Regions from separate parts of the Zea mays genome. Here region 2 is linked to region 1. A link is a contact called in public Hi-C data. All regions are on one chromosome and are shown on one strand. The core of a region is the stretch at or near the end of the contact, and the rest is flanking DNA. Distances in the headings are between cores, read along the strand shown.

Region 1 (4,301 bases), core at 717-3,216:
GATCTTAGTTTCTCTCTCTTTCCTTATATTTACAACTATTTCCTGGTATAACCAGCAGACGGAATGGGTTTCATATCTTGTTTCTAGATAGAGTATGTCCAATGAAACAAATATTGGTCTATTTACAAACTAAAAACTTACTATAGAATTGTATGCTTGGGGTAAACACTGGCATTACTGATCACCTAACGCCTTTTTAACCCTCCAGGATCCAGTCCAAAGTAGTGTGACTGTTGGAGTTTCACATTTTGAGAGATGCTCGCTCTGGGTTCAAGTTTTGTATTACCCGTTTTATGGAAGTAGTGGATCAACAGACTATGAAGGAGATTATGCAGAAGAGGATTCACAGATGATGAGGCAGAAGCGCTCACATCGGCCTGAACTTGGGGAACCGGTTGTTTTGCGGTGCCAACCATACAAGTTTCCTCTCGCTGAGCTCCTCCTACCATTAGAGTGTTCTCCAGTTGAGTATTTCCGGCTATGGCCTAGCCTACCAGCCATGGTGGAGTGCACTGGCACATACACATATGAAGGCAGTGGTTTCAAGGCCACCGCTGCTCAGCAGTATGACAGCTCTCCCTTCCTCAGTGGATTGAAGTCGATTTCTTCTAAGCCCTTCCATCAAGTCTGCTCACATTTCATCCGGACAGTAGCTGGATTCCAGGTAATCTTTGGTACGCTGTATACTAAATGGTGCAGTATTTATTTCGTATTCATAACTAGTAAACATTTTGAGTGATGACTATAACTTACATCTCCTACAGTTATGTTATGCAGCAAAGACATGGTTTGGTGGATTTGTGGGCATGATGATATTTGGGGCAAGTGAAGTCAGCCGGAATGTTGATTTGGGTGATGAGACCACCACAATGATCTGCAAATTCGTCATGCGCGCATCCGATGAATCCATCACGAGAGAGATCAAATCCGACCTCCAGGGCTGGCTGGATGATATCACCGACGGCGCTGTGGAATACATGCCTGAGGATGAGGTGAAGAGTGTGGCCGCCGAGCAGCTGAAGATCTCCATGGAGAGGATTGCCCTGCTCAAGGCAGCCAGGCCAAAGGTCCCACCCGCAAAGACCGATCAAGAGGAGGAAGAGGAGCGAAAGCAGAGCGAGGAACTAGATGGGTTTGGAAACCCCAAGGGCCCCTCGACGCTCTCCAAGCTCACCGCGGAGGAGGCTGAGCACCGCGCTCTCCAGGCTGCCGTGCTTCAGGAGTGGCACCAGCTATGCAAAGAGAGAGCCATGAAAGCGCAGTGAGGTCGATTTGGACCGTGTGGATCTTACGCGCATGTATAATTTTGTATTTTTCCTTCGTCTCCCATTCTTTGCGTGTCTATACTGCTGGTTTCACTCACTGTATACCGTCGCCGATTTGTTCATTGTATTCTCAAATACTTGTGCACGAAAAAACCTGTTTTGTAACATACTACTGTTAGGGCGTTTTTAAGCTTCGGTGTGAAGATCGATTGTACAAGAGAATCCAAATGTCATTGTTGCCTTCCCAGTTTTATGAAAATGCATTCTGTAATTGAAGAATTCTCCCCAAAATGCCACGATTTATAAATAAGAAATGTGGAATTGTAATGATGTAACGATCACTCTGGTTAGGACGTGTTTGGCTAGGCTCTAGTTGCTCTTGTGTCCGTGAAGATGTGCTCCTCTATTCTAAATTTCGTCGTATAAAAAAATATTCTTTATCTTTTATAATATTTCCTAAAAGATTCCGTATTTTATATATCTTCATCTCTAGCAATATCTTCAGCAACGTTTCCTAAATTCAATCCTCTATATATACAATGTTACCCATAAAAGAATATATTATTCTCTAAAAGATTTCGTCTTTTATCCCTTCTTTATCTCTAGCAATATCTCTAGAATTGGATCCTCTATATGTACAATGTTTATACATGTCTAAACTGAGCAGACCCGTCGTGCAGCCCGACACGCCTGAGCACGGCCCAGGCCGGCACGGCACACAGGTCGTCGTGCCCATGCCAGCCTGGCATACTACGCGTGTCGTGCTTGGGCTGGCAGTCTGGCACGCATTGTAGGCACCAGTGTTTACAAGTCGTCCGACTAATCATGATTAATCGCGATTAGTCGGACTGGCCGCCTGGTAGATGGCGATTAGGAAGACGACGCGATTATTAGTCATCCGATCGTAAGGGCCCGGGTCACTCCTTGGTGTCACACGTTTATACTAACCATCTACAGTAGCAACATATATGTTGCCCCTGGTCAGCCGAAACCCTATCTTGCCTAACACAAAACCTCCCAGCCGTCAACCTTTGTTCAGTAGTAAACCCTACTCCTCTTTGTCGCCATCTAGCTCCAGTCATATTCTCCGGTGTCTGTCACCGAGTCAAGATGAGCTCGTCATCTGAAGGTAGCACCTGCTCCCCCTACTCTCACTCTCCTCTATTACCACTAGTAGCACCTGAAGGTGCACCTGCTCCCCAACAGCAGTGAACAGTCACCCTGAGTTCATCTCCCCTCCTTCTGCCAATAGTAACTGCATCTCTGTCTGTGTTTGTGTTGTTTGTTTAGAGTTTAATGGTGGCTATGGACATGCTAATAATGTTGAGGTCTTATTCCCTGAGTAAATGTGGTCGGTAGTGCAAGTGGAAGTGCTTCTGTTCCTCTAGTGGCCTCAAATGCTGATAGCACTGGTCCTGTGTCTGCTTTATCATCTGCTGCAGATTGTAAAACTCTTGTTGAAAAGGCAATTGCAGCACTCCCTCCTGAGCTTAGTGCACAAGAAAATGACCCTAAGAGAAAGGCAAGGTCACAAGACCAAGGATGGCAGTTTGGGTGGTGGCCAGAGACAAAAGAAGGATTTTGTTCAGTGTGTTTTTTATAAGAAGATTGTGCCATCTAGAATCAAGAGGTTTAAGCAGCATCTTGCCGGTGGGTTTGGTGACACCATGAAGTGTGCTAGAGTACCAGAAGTGGTTTCAAAGGAGATGCACACCTATCTGAGAAGGAACATGAGGGTTGTGATTACTGCTGATGGTGATGAAGGAGAAGAGGAAGGGGAGCAGATTGATGTAGGTCCCCTACCAAGTTCTAGGACAAAAACCAAGAAAGCAAAAAGCAAATTGTCTAAACTTCCATGTCTTCATTTGTTGTATCAGCTCCTATAAAACCAAATACACAGAAGGCAGAAAATTAGTGAGTTCCATGCTTTGCAAGATTCTAGAGGAAGTTGTAGCAGAGAGACATAAAAACAAAACTTCTCAAGCCACTCTTGAGCATTACACAAAGAAAGAAACATAAGCAAAGCAAATTATTGACGACCATGTAGCTGATTTTCTATATGAGAACAAGATTCCATTGAATGTCGTCAACTCAAGAAGCTGGTAGATTATGATGGAGTCTATTGGTCAGTACGGTCCTAGATATCGTGGTTCATCATACTATGAGGCAAGGGTACCTTGGCTTGAAAGGGCAGTGAAGAGAACATCAACATTGAGAGCTAAGCACAAAGAGGCTTGGAAGGAATATGGTTGCTCAATTATGTTAGATGGGTGGACTGACATACGACAACGACATTTGATCAACTTCCTTGCCAACAGTCCAGCGGGGACCTACTTCATAGGTTCTATCGATGCATCAAGTGAGATAGCAAATGCCAATATGTTGGCAGATCTATTGGAGAAGCAAATAATGAAGGTGGGGAAAGAACATGTGGTCCAGGTGATCACTGACAATGGAGCCAATTTCAAAGCAGCGACAAGGATCCTTATGGACATAATTCCCCACCTGTTTTGGACTCCTTGTGCTACGCATTGCTTGAATTTGTTGTTGGAGGATATTGGCAAGATCAAGGAGTTCAACACTTGCATCAACATGGCCAAGAAGGTTTCGAGGTTCTTGTACAAGCATGGGTGACTTCATAGCCTAATGAGAGAAAAGCTAGGTGGGGACCTTGTTAGGCCAGGTGTGACTCGATTTGCAACATCATTCTTGACTTTGGAAAGCATGTATAAGCATAAGAGTAGATTACAAGGCTTGTTTGTTAGTGATGAATGGAACAAGTCTAAATTTGCTCTAGTTAAAGAAGGTGAACAACCTAAAAATATTGTCCTTTCAGTACCATTTTGGCAAACTCTTGAAAATTGTCTTCGGGCTTCACAACCACTACTCATTGCTCTAAGGATTGCTGATGGTGATGAGACGCTAGCAGCTCCAGAGATAATGGCAGCTATGGACAAAGCAAAAGCTACCATACAGGAGTCCTTGAAAGAGAAGCCACGATTACTTGCTGAAGTAATCTCATGCTTTGAGAAGAGG
Region 2 (4,301 bases), core at 1,208-3,707, 700 kb after region 1:
TCTTTCTGGTGGAAGAGCATTGTAAAGCTCCTGCCAAACTTCAAAGGTCTGGCTATCCCAGTTATTGGCAATGGCAGATCAATTTCGTTCTGGGATGATCAGTGGAGTCAGGGCATCCCGAGGCATATTTTTCCAGAGCTTTTTTCCTTTGCCAAAAACTCAAAAATGACTATCAAAGAGGCCAAGGATCAAGAGCAGTTTCATGGTCTTTTTCATTTACCTGTCTCTGATCAAGCGTTTGATCAATTTCTGGTGCTCAAGGGGTCCTGGGAACAAATCGTTCTTAATGATGCTCACGACCGATGGAAGTACATTTGGGGGTCGGACAAATTCTCGTCCCAAAAAGCTTACAGATCTTCCATGGGCCAGATGCAGATTCATCCTATCTACAAACTAGTTTGGAAAAGTAAATGTCAGCCTAAGCATAGAGTCTTCTACTAGCTGTGGCTCAAAAACAGGCTAAACACCAGAAATATGTTGAGAAGGAGAAACATGGAGCTAGATTCCTACTCCTGCGAAAACTGCCTTTGGCAAAGAGAGGAGACCCTTTACCATCTTTTCCTCAGATGCAACTTCGCGAAAGCCTGCTGGAACTCAATTGGCATTACCCCGCCCAGAATTTCTAATCCTGAAGAGGCATCAGTGAACCTCAAGCACCAGCTCAACGTTCCCTTCTCTATGGAGATCATTATCCTTATGACTTGGAGCATCTGGAAAAGTCGAAACGAGTGGCTATTCTCAAACAAGGATCCCTCGGTGCTCCGCTGCACTCAGGAATTTAGTAGAGAATTGCGACTGATCATTCACAGAGCACGGGGGGAATTTGACACCTCAATCCCGAATTGGCTAAGTTTGTGGCAAACATAGGAATAGTTCTTTCTTTTCCTTTTTCTCTTCTTTTTATTGATTGTAAAAGTACCAGGTTCTAACCTTTACTTTTCGCTTTCTAATAAAATGCGCAGTAGGGGTTCCCCCCTCCTGATCCTTCAAAAAAAAAACAATTGCAGTAGGTTAAATTCTGGAAATAGCTTAACAATTCCATCCCGTGCGTCGAAAAAGCTGGTGCTCTTTTGATTGTAGGAAACCAGATATTTCACAAGGCTAAAATTTGTTAGTTGTGTGTGAATATTACCCATGGGTAATCGGATTCAGGTTTCTGCCCGTACCCATACTCACATACCCAACGGAGAAGGAATTTCTCTCAAATCCAAACCCATGGGGATCAAAATCATTCCATAACCTAACCCTAAGGGCTAGTTTAGGAACTCTATTTTCCCACGTTATTTTTATTTTTCCCAAGTAAATTTAGTTCATTTTCTCTTAGGATAAATAGAAATCTATTGGAAAAATAGAATTGTCAAACTAGCTTTAATAGAGTAATTCCCTATAAGTTATTGGGTATCAGATCTCTATTTACACCTCTAGTGAGAGATAAAGTAGTTAAACTACGTAAAATTTAGATTTAAAACTTGGTTAGAACTCAGAAAGAGAAGAATTAACAAGTATCATGATATTAATTGAAGAAAGATGATTTAGGAGTGGTATATTTTTTACCCCTATTCTTAGTAATTGTATTGTTTAGATCCAGATTAAATTCTCCGTAAGTTAGTGGCAGATCTTGATTAATTAAAAGTACCATGGCTACGGTGACTCCGGATTCTAAAAATAAATATTTCACCCAGTCCTTTCGCTTTAGAGCAAAATTCATGGATAGCGTAATCAAACCAGTTGTCCTCTCTGGACGAAGAAAACATGTTAAAGTATTGGCCAAATTGATAGCAGACAGCAGGCCCAGCACCCACCGACTCCCTGAATGAGCGAGGACGCCTCGTAGCTGCCAATGGCCTTTACGTGCCACGTCGGATCCTGGTCAGACTCGTCGGCCGGAGCAGCCACACCCTGCGCGTGCCACCTACTCCCCCTCCTCCCGAAGCAGTGGCCGGCGACTCGGATTCAGATTTTGACCCAGGAAATTTCCTCCCAAAAAGGATTCCAAAAACTAAAATTGATGCTGTAGTACTACTACCTACCACTCTCCTTTTGGTTGTCAATGAATTTGCAGTTGTATTTTAGGAAACTACAAAATATATGAAGGACTTTCAGATCGCATCTTTAATTTTAAAGCAGATTCGATAATATCCACTCGATCAACAACAGCACATGCATTGACTGGAGTACTCTGCTGCATATCTGTTAGTCCGATCTGTGAATGTTCCTGCCGGTGAAGAAACATGCTCTGTGAATGTTCTCGCTCATGGAAAGAGAGATTTTCCGTCAGTCAAATTTGTTAACCTTTAGAATTATGAATGAGATAGATGAAAAAAAAGATTAACGCATCTTATTTTAAGCAAGAGGTATTGCTTCATCGTTCCGTAGTTTCGGATGGGTCTTTTTAAGGCCCTGGCCCGAAGGTCACAATTTCTTGCCCAAAATTTTCGTAGGCTGTCCACCGCACCACCACCCTGCGCGCCGAGCGCACCCCGATCCAGATCCACCCATCCTCCCTCCGGTCTCCGGCGGGCGCCCTCCTCCACGTCCTCACGCGCCTCCGGACGCCAGTGCGCGCGCAGTGAGCATCAACATCAACCCGCCTCTTCTCTCGTCGGTAAGGACGACGGACGGACAGACGGACAGACCTGCTGCTCTTCATTTTCATTCTATTTCGGTTTCGGAGGCGGAACGGCATGAATCTGCTGTATTGTTCGTTGGCCACTACCACGAACCGTCCCTGAACTCCAGAAATCCCTCCTCCGTAGGACCGGCGCGCGCCAGGTGGCGGCGGAGGCGGCAGGCATGAAGCGGGTGTCGTCGCACGTCTCGCTCGCCTCCGAGGCGGAGATCAACCTCGACCTGTCGCGCCTCGTCATCGACAAGCCCAGGTTCACGCTGGAGCGGAAGCGCTCCTTCGACGAGCAGTCGTGGAGCGAGCTCTCCCACCGCCAGAACGACGGCTTCGACAGCGTGCTTCAGTCGCCGGCATTCCCGTCCGGCGGCTTCGACTCGCCCTTCTCCGTCGGCACGCACTTCGGCGGCCCGCACCCGCTCGTCAACGAGGCCTGGGAGGCGCTCAGGAAATCGGTCGTCTACTTCCGGGAACAGCCCGTCGGCACCATTGCTGCCGTCGATCATGCGTCGGAGGAAGTGCTCAACTATGATCAGGTAAATTATTGAATGCGAATCGGGCTTCACTGAACATCAAATTTGTGGAAACAGAGGAACCTTTTTGTTTGTTCTGTTTATGAACGCTGGAATATTAGTGCTTACCTAGTTATTTCCATTGCTCAGTGTATATACTCGTTTCAGGCTATAATTTGATACATGTATCATAATCAATGAATACTATACTTCCATTGTTTTTACTAGCACTTGCAACAAGATTTCAATTTCTGTTCTGTATTTTCTAAGATTACGTGATAAAAAATGTGTTCCGGTAATATGTAACCGTGGAACATTAGCAGTATGGTCTGTAACTGGATTTTTCCTGTTTTTCTATTTCTGGTTACTTCTTAAAGAATTAAGTCTGATGGCGTGCTAAGATTGATTGCTCCCTTATTATTAATTATTTCAGGTTTTTGTGAGGGATTTCGTTCCGAGCGCATTGGCTTTTCTAATGAACAATGAGACTGACATAGTGAAGAATTTTCTCTTGAAAACTCTTCACCTTCAGAGCTCTGAGAAAATGGTAGACCGATTCAAGCTTGGAGCAGGAGCGATGCCAGCAAGTTTCAAGGTGGACCGTAATAAAAACAGAAACACTGAAACCTTAGTCGCTGATTTTGGTGAGAGTGCAATCGGTAGGGTGGCACCGGTTGACTCTGGATTTTGGTGGATCATTCTCCTTCGGGCATATACAAAGTACACCGGAGATGTTAGTTTGTCAGAATCACCTGAATGCCAGAAGTGCATGAGGTTGATACTGAATCTCTGCTTATCTGAAGGATTTGATACTTTTCCAACTCTGCTCTGCACAGATGGCTGCTCAATGATTGATCGTCGAATGGTAGCATCACTTCACCTTTGATCTAATTCATATTTAGATGCATATCTGTAGAAGTAGTACATATCAGCTGAGGTGGCAATAGGATTGGCAGGTTCTGCATGTTCTTCCATAATGAAGGAGCATCCCTGTCTCCTAATTTTCTACTCTACTTTTTAAGTTTTTATGGTAGTCTTACAGCTGCACAAATTCTCATACTACTTGCAACCAAATTTTAATGGCAATCTTGTATAGCCTTTCGGTACCTTGGAGGCAAGAAACACAGTTTTTGCAGAAGTACAAACAGATAATACTGGTAGAAAGT

Evidence for each region. A called contact is a pair of places that touch in the nucleus more often than the background predicts.
Region 2: a contact with region 1 is called in a Hi-C map of tassel, with 3 times the contacts expected there. The contact joins the promoter of LOC100272522 here to the enhancer-like site in region 1. A contact is called at or near these places in 2 of 25 Hi-C or Micro-C datasets (ear and tassel).

Annotation. Positions count from the first base shown.
Region 1 is chr2:138,988,770-138,993,070 of Zm-B73-REFERENCE-NAM-5.0, forward strand. It overlaps LOC100381729, which reads left to right. Exons shown (of 7, transcript NM_001349030.1): 6 at 209-664; 7 at 765-1,534. The coding sequence ends at 1,265. Among protein-coding and RNA genes, the nearest start is that of LOC118476363, 24 kb to the left of the region's middle. Within about 2 kb of position 1,967, at least 4 of the 20 cell types and tissues checked have an H3K27ac peak or open chromatin away from gene starts, as enhancers often do. A contact at or near this core is called in tassel, where this site is marked.
Region 2 is chr2:139,687,942-139,692,242 of Zm-B73-REFERENCE-NAM-5.0, forward strand. It overlaps LOC100272522, which reads left to right and starts at 2,458. Exons shown (of 5, transcript NM_001353446.1): 1 at 2,458-2,605; 2 at 2,757-3,159; 3 at 3,569-4,000. The coding sequence starts at 2,794.